Regions from separate parts of the Mus musculus genome. Here region 2 is linked to region 1. A link is a contact called in public HiChIP or PLAC-seq data. All regions are on one chromosome and are shown on one strand. The core of a region is the stretch at or near the end of the contact, and the rest is flanking DNA. Distances in the headings are between cores, read along the strand shown. Region 1 has its middle 13 kb from the start of 1700016G22Rik. Region 2 overlaps Gm35330 (a long non-coding RNA gene).

Evidence for each region. HiChIP or PLAC-seq counts read pairs in DNA pulled down with a chosen protein or histone mark.
Region 2: a contact with region 1 is called in an H3K27ac HiChIP or PLAC-seq map of embryonic stem cells, with 9 read pairs. The contact joins two enhancer-like sites. A contact is called at or near these places in 11 of 39 promoter capture datasets (the 3T3-L1 cell line, 3T3-L1-derived adipocytes, the C10 cell line and 5 more), 19 of 484 Hi-C or Micro-C datasets (CD8 T cells, Th1 cells, cochlea and 5 more), 9 of 115 datasets of contacts at active chromatin or transcription factors (CD8 T cells, embryonic stem cells, epiblast stem cells and 1 more) and 1 of 9 other capture datasets (embryonic stem cells).

What each region holds. Positions count from the first base shown.
Region 1 is chr13:5,842,435-5,847,938 of GRCm38.p6, forward strand. No RefSeq gene overlaps it. Among named protein-coding and RNA genes, the nearest start is that of 1700016G22Rik, 13 kb to the right of the region's middle. Within about 2 kb of position 2,872, at least 292 of the 459 cell types and tissues checked have an H3K27ac peak or open chromatin away from gene starts, as enhancers often do. A contact at or near this core is called in embryonic stem cells and stem cell-derived epiblast-like cells, where this site is marked.
Region 2 is chr13:5,695,194-5,700,697 of GRCm38.p6, forward strand. The region is part of intron 3 of Gm35330 (a long non-coding RNA gene); the gene reads right to left. Among named protein-coding and RNA genes, the nearest start is that of Gm35330, 27 kb to the right of the region's middle. Within about 2 kb of position 2,033, at least 14 of the 459 cell types and tissues checked have an H3K27ac peak or open chromatin away from gene starts, as enhancers often do. A contact at or near this core is called in embryonic stem cells and stem cell-derived epiblast-like cells, where this site is marked.

The DNA.
Region 1 (5,504 bases), core at 1,622-4,121:
AGAAAAGAAAGAAAGAGTAAGAAAGAAAACATCACACCCAGAAAACAGATGAACACATGAAAAAAATCACCACCACATACAAGCACATTCATTATATATACGCAAACACAAATGTGTACATGGACACAGAGACGCATGAACAAATAGGTATACACACACACACACACACACACATATATATATACATATATATATCCATAACAATAAATGCATATGTATTAGAGACATCACAGGCACACACAGATAAATTCACATTGACACTCACATAGACACATATAGACTAACACACACAGAGGCACACATGCATATATACAGACTAATACACACAGACACAGGACATATTTGCAGAGAGATCTGTGAATATCTAAAGATAGATGTTTCCTCTAATAAATCGCATAATTAGATACATATGACCTTCTTTAATTTTACAACTAAAAAGAAGAAACACTTCCTAGGATATGACTTTGTATAAAAAATGTATTTTTAAGATTCTAAATGGAGAATGAGATCTTTTTCAAGTTCTTTCTGACTTTCATTTTCTCATTGGTGGTGGTATCTTTCACTGAGTAAACTTGGACAAAGACAGTGGATGAGCCACTGGCCTGACACACCATGTGGAGCCTGCCCTTTTAGAGCGACTCAACGCCAAAATAGACAGCAAAGGAAAACTAAATCCAGCTTGAACAATACTGGCCCTAAAATAGCCATGGGGTTTATGACCACAGCAGCAGGAAAGGCTGTTGATCATCTGCCAGAATCTTTTCTTTTCGTTTGTCACTATTGAATGACACAGAGGACATGAAGCCCCTGTCAAACGTACAAGTTCAGAACCCCAAATCAGAGATCCTAATAATAGCGCCTGGTGTATAGCTGTCTTCTCTTGGAGAACTAATGAGCCCAGTTCTCCTATGATCTTAACCTGGTATCTCCAGAAGAGCTGCTGGATGTAAGCGCCCTACTCTTTTTTACGTGTTCCCTCCCTTGTCCTTCACAACAATTCTTGTCAGGTAGGTTTTGTACTCTCGTGGTACACATAAGGAAACTGAGGCTTGGAGAGGAAGCTGACTTGCTTATCCATAGAAACATAGCTGGAATGTTCTTTCTGTGGTTAGAAGCATTTAAATGTGCTGGGAAGGAGAGAAACTCTCACTTTTGACCATCTACACAGAAGACACACCACTAAAACTGTAGATCACAAATCATTTTCAAGCCAATAGCAGAATCATTAGCAAAGGAGAAAGAGACCATTGAGTCCAGAATGACAGCAAAGTAGTTCAGAGAGACAGAGTTTAACTGGTGCTAAGTGAAGACCAGCAAATGGAAGTCAAAGAAGACACAGCAAGTTAGAGGCAAGGGAGAGGCTATGTTAGCTCTTTGCTGTGGTCCAGGCTGGCAGGGAGACATATTGACTGGAATTTAGGTTATTGTGGGTAAAGAGACTTAAGACTGAAAGTGGTCTCAGCACAGCTCTGAAAGCTAAGGATTTAAGAAGTCTTTTGAATTCCTTATCAGTTAACAATTGATGTATGGTAAAGGTCAATTCTCTGAATGCAAAACCCTGACCACCAAGGAGGGAGCCTGAAGGGCTAGGACGAAGTGGAGATAAGTACAGGATTGAACCGGTTCTGTTGGAGGCAAAGCAGGAAATGAGTAGCCTGGTTGAAGCTCTGCCTGTAAACTCTTGGTAAATGGAAGTAATCCATGGTAGTCTTAGCATTTCTTCCATTCTTCATGGGACTGCTTCTGTCTGCTGATGAGGGACCACACCATTTAAATGGACTGAAATCAAACTATTTCTCTATCCCCAAATAGTAGCTTTGAGACTGGGAATAATCTGTGTCTGTGGCCATGGACAGAAGATGGGCCACCTTTTTAGAAAGAGTTTTTTTTCCCCAATATGAGCATCACCCTCCCCTAGGAGAATGTGGGACTAATCCAAGGGTGTTGGAAGTTACATAGCAACTAATTCTTCAACGGTGTTTATGAAACGGAAGCCTAGCAACTCATGGAGGAGTCAGATCCACAGGATCTCAGTCCATGAGGCTTACAGTTACAGTTGTAACTGATTCAGAGGTGGTCACATGTTGCTCACCCAGAAAGTAACCCCGGGGCTGCAAGTAACAGGAAAACAGCCATGCCCATTTTATTCATATTTTATAACCTACAGTAAACATTTACTTAGCAATTCCACCCTGTCTATCACCGCCTTAGACACTTATGCAGAACTTAGAGTCATACTGAATGCCAATATGATGTTAATTATTGCAACCAAAAGAGGCCTGTATCGTTAGACTCTGATGAATTTTTAAGATACACTGGAGGGGAAATTGAGTCATAATATAATTCTCTATGAGGGTTTGAAAGTGTGATCCTTAAGATCCTTCTGCTCTGTGTGACAAGCAATACGATTTTTAAGCTCAGACAAAAGTGGGTGTCTTTTGGTTTAGGGTTCTCTTTTCACCAGGAAATCCCCTCTTCTAATAGGATTCTTTTTGTTTTGCTTTAATCCTTAATCTAGGGGGAATGTCCCATCCCTGTGAGTCATCAGAATGGCTTCTCACAGGTAAGACCTAGAAAATTCCTGAAATGCTTCCCCTGATACTGAGAAACGTACTCAAGTCAATTGAGAAAGACATTAAAGGGGTCTGATGAGAAATCTAAATCCTGTGCCTCCTACCCTTTGCGGGGATGTTGCCTGAACCATGAACAACGTTTCCTGGATTCTAGAAACAGGCACATAGTTTGGAATCTGCAGCTGCTGGACAACACCAATTGGGAAAAATAGTAGCACAAAGGCAATAGATAGCCATCTCGCCTTGAAGACGCTGACTCATGCAGATGAGTCATTTACAATCGGCATGGCGACGGGTCTCAGCGGGACCAACTCAGAGAACACTGTGCGCTGAGCGCTGACCATGTAAACAGTGCAAACTCCCTCTTGTGATTCTAGGAAAAGAATCTTAGAACCTTTAGACAAAGAAATCAGAGAGGAGTGTGGCTGCTGTGTGGGTCACACCAGCAAATCCAGGCAACATCCGGACCTTACCATTCTCAGTTCTGATATCCGCTGGCACTGGAGCCCAGAGCTCAACATTTGGGTAAACATTCCACACTGGAGTGAACTACCTTGGTGACCTGAGTAAATTATGAATTCCCAAGACAGAATTACGGTGTCATCGAGTGTGACTGTATGTAGCTGGGCATACATTCATTTCCCCACTCAGATTAGCTATAGCATAAATAATACAGAAGCACCAACCAGAGCCAAAGGTGCTCACTGGAAGGTTCTTTTCTGGTATTAAAATAATGAGTGTACGCTCCTTAAGAACCTTCTAGCAACATGTACAAATAAAGCCACACACAGTGACAAACTGTGCTGCTTGGAGTTTAGCTGATGACATCCTTGTTATTGAAACAGGAAATGACTCAGCCTGGGCTAGACCAGAAAAGATCATATATTATATTCCGTTTTGTTGGCTCGTTTGAAAAAAAAAAAAAAAACCTACCGCAAGGCAACCATGCTTGTTTTCAGGTTTTTAATTTATGCATTCTAGCAAATAAGAAAGAATTTCTTGATAAGCCATTATTAAAATGTTGCAAAACAGGTTTTTCACAAATGTTAGGATCAAATGACTGCTATAAGCTATAGAAGATATGTTTACTATTTTTAAAGGGGATGGGTTAGGGTATTGGAGTCCAGATAGAAAACCTCTCAGCCCTAAATACTAACATTTCTATACTTAGCCGGAGCCTGGTCTGTTTAGATAAACTGATTTTGAACATAATTTTATGTTTATTGCTTTTTTGACTGCATTATGTCTGTGTGAGAGTGTCAGAAGCCTGGAACTGGAGTTACAGATGGGTCTGAGCTGCTATGTGAAGGGTCAATGCTCTTAACTGCTGAGCCATCTCTCCAGACCCTCGATAAACTTTCAAAAAATATTTTAATTAAAATATATCACTTCCCTCCTTCCTTTACATCTCTCAAACTCTTCTTTTCTAACCCATTCAGTCTCAAATTGATAACCTCATTTATTTTGTTTTTGTTGTTACATATGTACGTGTATATACACAAAAACATAAATATAACCTTATATATAATTCTTAACACATTACTAAATACTAGAGTTTTACTAAAATTCTGATTTTTTTTCATTATGACCTGGCATAATCTGAAGTTTACCTTTGTCTATTAAAACTTTGCAGGTATGATAATTGGCAATCAAAAGCAATTAATCCAACAGACAAAAAAGTTGAACATAGATTAAACATTATAAATTTTTACATAAATAACTGAACTATTTTACCCACTGAACACTCATAATAATCATAATAGTCACTAAGATAACAGTTTTAGAACAATACTTTTACCTCTGAAATATTCTTAATTAGAAAATTATATCTTGCATTCAATAGTTAGCAAATAGTAACTAAGTTGTGCCCCTCCCCTCCCCCCAGAGCTCAGATGATTCAAATGGAAAGGGTTTCTGGTCTCTAACCTTAAATGTGTGACATCTTTTGCCAATCATTGGCTTTCTTGATCTGATAAATCTCCACCCAATACAATACACGTATTTTTTGCAAGGTGACTGTTACTGTTGGATGCTGTGTTAGAACATGAAACCACACACAACCACAGCATACGACCACTTTGGCCTCTGTGTACATGCAGAAGAAACAGGCTCCTCAGACAAGGTTGGTCAGACTCAAGTTCGACTTCAGGACACCCATGGCTGCCTCCTGTTCTGCTCTTTGTAAATGCATCAGCCGGAGGGCAGTCTGCTCAGAGCTTAGAAAGCTCTAGACTTTAACCAAAAAAAAAAAAAAAAAAAAAGTCTTTTCCCTCCTTAAATCTCAGGATGAATAGTTTCCATCTGTAATTGTTAGTTTTATATTTTTAAATAGTAAACTCTGAAACAGAATGTCTCATTATCAGTGAAGTGATTCAGGCGTCTGCTGTGTACAGCTCTTTCGGTAGAAACACAACGCAGCCATTTTTCTCGGGGGGGGGGGTGGGGCGGGGGAGGGCAGCACTTATAAAGACATTTCTTTTTTTTTTTTTCTTTCTTTCAGCTATGTCTATATTGCCAGTTAGCTGCTGTTCCCGTGCTCTGCATAGATCAAATTTAGAGATTAAAAACAATACTCTAGGTATTATCCTGGATTGGCAGGTATGCACACACATGTGGTTTCAACCCTTCATTTTAAATCTGAAGCCGATTATGTCTATAAATGCGTAAAAATTTGACTTTCCTAAAGTGTGGTTTGTGATGCCTATGAGTCTATTCAGGAAAACCGCACAGTGCCTGACATGTCTTCTCTGTTATTTTCCCTAAGACATGAAGACTCCTTTGCAATTTTAGATTTTTGAGATGACAGCTTTTCAGAGTCTTCCCTGTGCTTCCCTGTGCTCTATCATGAAAGGTTTTACCTTAGCGATTTAAGAAAGTATCTTATCTGACCCTCCATCTGGCAAGGGCTTCTCTCTACTCTTGAGACTGGCC
Region 2 (5,504 bases), core at 783-3,282, 150 kb before region 1:
TTTTCGTTCTTAGATTTTCTGTACCACAATTTTATAGTATAACTAAAACCCTAAGTATTAAAAAGATATTGCCTCTGCATCTTTTCTGGAGCAACAGCTACTCCCCAGAACTTAAAAGCTCTTTGTGTGAGAGCAAGGATTTAAAGTTAACTTCCCTTGAGAGGCATTAGCTACTAAAATACTTTCCACTTAGGAAACAATATACACTGAAAGATTCAAACTCTTAGCTTCTTGTATTGAAGCAGAAACACTAAGAATTTTTCTTACATGAGGTAAAGCTATATTAGCCATACCCAGTGGCAAAATTTTCCAGTGATTACAAGCTCACTAGAAGCAAACTCTTTACAATTTTCCAGATGCAAAGGAAAAAACAAACTCCTAAATCTATAATAACTTTACATAAAGTAGGTAAGTCAAATTGCAATGTCCTGATAAATTCTACAGCCTGACTGACCTTTTTATAAACTTTGAATTTAAACTTTATTTAGAAGAACATCTGGATAGATCTGCAACAATGTTCTTATAGCTAAAAGGAATTTTCCCTAAAGGCAAGGAGAGGCAAGTTTCGAGAGCTTCCTTAAGCACCGTTTGCAAGACAAAAGAAAGTCACACAAGCCCCCAAGAGGCTGCTCTGATCTTAGTTCCTCTTGCTGGGAGGACAGACTTTAGAATTTTTGAGTTTCTTTTGCAATATTAGACTATAACTACAACTTTGGGAAAGCAAAATCCAATTTCAAAGCAATTTATCACCTTAGAATCAACATCAAAACTTCACTATCACATTGCGAAATTTGGCTGCCAATTTATATCTATGAATGTATGACAGTGCAAGTTTTAATGCTTCATTAAAGAGACATTGCTTTAAATATTACCTTTAATTCTACTTTCTAGGATAAGAATCACATTAAATATTATCTCAACTAGAAGTATCCTTAGAGACCCAGCCTCTTGACCTGCCTTATGCCATGTGTTGGAAAGATTCCAAACCTGAGTTACCAATTAAAAACTAACTTTCTAGTAACCAGTGTTACACCTATTTGATCATACCCAATAACTTATAAGCTAATACTCTAACAAAGAAGACATGAAGAGCATATTATACCTCTAAGACCAATAAAAAAACAAATGAAGCAGCTACACGAGTCTAATAAATTTAGACCAATCAAAGAATTTCAATTTTTCTGGCTATAATTATAAGATAAAAAAGCACTTTGTCATTTGCCAAGCACATTCATCATGATTGCAGAGAACCCTCCAGGAAAAAAAAAACATCTATCTGCTTTTTTGCCCCAAAACTAAGAGCCTGCAGACTCCCTTTCTTTGAGAGCAGCTTTTCCAGCAGTGGCTTCCCTGCTGTGCCTGATCCATGGCTAAAGGGTGTGGCCACTCTGCTGAACCAGCAGATAAAGTTTTAGCCACCTTTTATTTTCCAACATGAAACACAGAACATTCAGCCATTCAGACAACTATACACAAACACACATGGATTGACACGTGGTGCACCAGACGGTAGACTAGACATTAGATAACACAAAGAGGACAGAGAACTTCTGCTGTAGGGACCAGAGAGAAAAGGGCAGGACATTCCCCGATTTTTTCTCTGCCTCTGGGAAAGTTTCAAATCCATTTTCCTCTATATTATTTTATTATTACAAACCCTGTTCCTGCTGCCCGATGCAGCTCCTGACTGCGGACATCTGCCTGATTATTTAATTTAAACCCTTTTTCCTCTCGCCTAAAGCAGTTTTTGAAAACTGCGGACAATTGCCTGATCAGTTCCTAGTTCCGAATAATTCACTGCCGAACCTAAGTGGAAACCACCATTGGGTTAGCACTGATTCCAAACTTAGCTCGTATCCTCCCGCACCTCTAGCAACAATTTAAAAAATGAAGTTTTAAGCTAGCACTAGCATGTGAACCTATTGCTCCAGTGCTCGATAAGATCCTTTTCTTTTTCTTCCTGTGGAGCTCAATACTAAGCAGAGTTCCTCCAGCATTTTTTCTGCCATTCCTCAGGTCCCTGTTCGGATACTAGACTATTGGAAGCCGGCCCAGAGCTCACATGGACCAGGTTTCACCTAGGAGGCAAGCCGGGGCTGAAAAGAGAGGGGAACTAGGCAGTTGAGAGAAAAATGGAGCTAAGTCAAGATTTCTGATCAAAGCTCAAATATTTAATGGCAAATGTGCTTGTAAGTGGGGATGGGGGGGGGCACTCCCACCAATTCATTCTTGGAGTCTGGAACCAGCTGCAGGTAACTACATGCAGGATAGGGTGTAGTCTCCATAATAGCTCAGCGGCCTCTCAGCAGGAGGAACAACTGCAGTGGCTGAACAATAGAGTGATCTTGGGAGGAAGGTTCCACCCTAGGTAATCTCCTTAGTGGCAGCAAGGTCAAGGTCTGGCTCTGCCTGCTTCAGGCTGGAGGGTTTACACATTCCTCTGTTGAGGGGCATCTGGGTTCTTTCCAGCTTCTGGCTATTGTAAATAAGGCTGCTATGAACATAGTGGAGCATGTGTTCTTATTACCAGTTGGAACATCTTCTGGGTATACGCCCAGGAGAGGTATTGATGGATCTTCCAGTAGTACTATGTCCAATTTTCTGAGGAACCACCAGACTGATTTCCAGAGTGGTTTTACAAGCTTGCAATCCCACCAGCAATGGAGGAGTGTTCCTCTTTCTCCACATCCTCGCCAGCATCTGCTGTCACCTGAATTTTTGATCTTAGTCATTCTGACTGGTATGAGATAGAATCTCAGGGTTGTTTTGATTTGCATTTCCCTGATGATTAAGGATGTTGAATATTTTTTAAGTGCTTCTCAGCCCTTCTGTATTCCTCAGTTGAGATTTTTGTTTAGCTCTGTACCTCATTTTTAATGGGGTTATTTGAATTTCTAGACTTCAGCTTCTTGAGCTCTTAAAGAAGACCTAATTCCAACTCTTCTCAAACTATTCCACAAAATAGAAACAGAAGGTACTCTACCCAATTCATTCTATGAAGCCACAATTTCTCTGATACCTAAACCACACTAAGATCCAACAAAGAAAGAGAACTTCAGACCAATTTCCCTTATGAATATCAATGCAAAAATACTCAATAAAATCCTCGCAAACTGATCCCAAGAACACATCAAAACAATCATCCATCATGACCACGTAGGCTTCATCCCAGGGATGCAGAGATGCTTTAATATACGGAAATCCATCAACGTAATCCACTATGTAAACAAACTCAAAGACAAAAATCACATGATTATCTCGTTAGATGCTGAGAAAGCATTTGACAAAATCCAACACCCCTTCATGATAAAAGTCATGGAAAGATCAGGAATTCAAAGCCCATACCTAAACATAATAAAAGCAATCTATAGTAAACTAGTAGCCAACATTAAAGTAAATGGAGAGAAGATTGAAGCAACCACACTAAGATCAGGGACTAGACGAGGCTGCCCACTTTCTCCCTACCTACTCAGTATAGTACTTGAAGTCCTAGCCAGAGCAATTTGACAACAAAAGGAGATCAAGGGGATACAAATTGGAAAGGAAGAAGTCAAAATATCATTTGTAGATGATATGATAGTATATATAAGTGACCCTAAAAATTCTACCAGAGAACTCCTAAACCTGATAAACAGCTTCAGTGCAGTAGCTAGATATAAAATTAACTTAAATATATCAGTGGCCTTTCTCTACACAAAGATTAACCAGGCTCAGAAAGAAATTAGGGAAACAACACCCTTCACAATAGTCACAAATAATATAAAATACCTTAGTGTGACTCTAACTAAGGAAGTGAAAGATTTGTATGATAAGAACTTCAAGTCTCTGAAGAAAGAAATTGAAGATCTCAGAAGATGGAAAGATCTCCCATACTCATGGATTGGCAGGATTAATATAGCAAAAATGGCTATCCTGCCAAAAGCAATCTACAGATTCGATGCAATCCCCATCAAAATTCCAACTTAATTCTTCACTGAGTTAGAAAGGGTAATTTCCAAATTCATCTGGAACAACAAAAAACCTAGGACAGCAAAAACTATTTTCAACAATAAAAGAACCTCTGGGGAAATCACCATGCCTGACCTCAAGCTATACTACAGAGCAATTGTGATAAAAAAAACTTCATGGTATTGGTACAGGGACAGACAGGCTGATCAATGGAATAGAATTGAAGACCCAGAAATGAACCCACACACCTATGGTCACTTGATCTTTGACAAGGGAGCTAAAACCATCCAGTGGAAAAAAGACAGCATTTTCAACAAATGGTCCTGGCACAACTGGCGGTTATCATGTAGAAGAATTCAAATTGATCCATTCTTGTACAAAGCTCAAGTCCAAGTGGATCAAAGAACTCCACCTAAAACCAGAGACACTGAAATTTATAGAAGAGAAAGTGGGGAAAAGCCTCGAAGATATGGGCACAGGGGAAAAATTCCTAAACAGAACAGCAATGGCTTGTGCTGTAAGATCAAGAATTGACAAATGGGACCTCATAAAATTACAAATTTCTGTAAGGCAAAAGATACTGTCAATGAGACAAAAAGGCCACCAACGTATTTGGAAAGGATCTTTACCAATCCTAAATCTGATAGGGGACTAATGTCTTCTGTTTTTAATAACCCACTTAATCCAGCTAATGTCATTTATAATAATAAATAATATTATATATATATAATATATATGATATATAATATAAATAAATGAATATATAGCAGTCACTAAAGCACATGAAAAACTTACCAGCCTCCATGTCCCAATAAAGAATAACTCTCCCTTTGGAACAACTGCCAATAGTTCCTCAATGTGGGATGGGGCCCCTTCTATGTAGGTATTTGGGTGGCTTGGTCTTGGATAGTTCTCATGTTGGTAAGCTGAGCTGCTGTGAGCAGTATAGTCATTTCCTTCAGAAATGGCATTCTTGGCCCTGAGTCTTGGTGGTGATGAGGTTAATTTATATGCCCCATTTAGACCTGACCGCTCACTCTCTTATGACTCTCACTTTGACCAATCATGTTTCTCTTTATTGATTGATGCCTATTGCAGAAAAAGGAGCTACACTGACCAGACCATAAATATTTAGAAGTCAATTTAATAGCATGATCATTTAATAAAATAACAATAGCACTTCTATGATTATATACAAACTTAATGTTAGAATATGAGGAATGAATTTTAATGGCTGGAAAGGTTCATAGAAGAAGCTGCTGTTGTATCTGATTACCTGAGTTCAACCCCCTAAGACCCACATGGTAGAAAGAGAAAAAATGATGTTTCATAATTTGCCCTCTGGCCTCCATATATGTGCTGTGGTGAGCCACATCATTCCCTAAATACATAACAAAGAAGTGTGGCTTTTTTTTTTTTTTTTTTTTAAGAATAGATTCACAAATAAAGGCTATGGCTTATCATCTTCAGATGATAGAATGATTCTCAGCAATACAAATATCACAGGTAATCAATTCTACTGTGAGATGAAAACAACACTTGTTAAGACCTAAGTT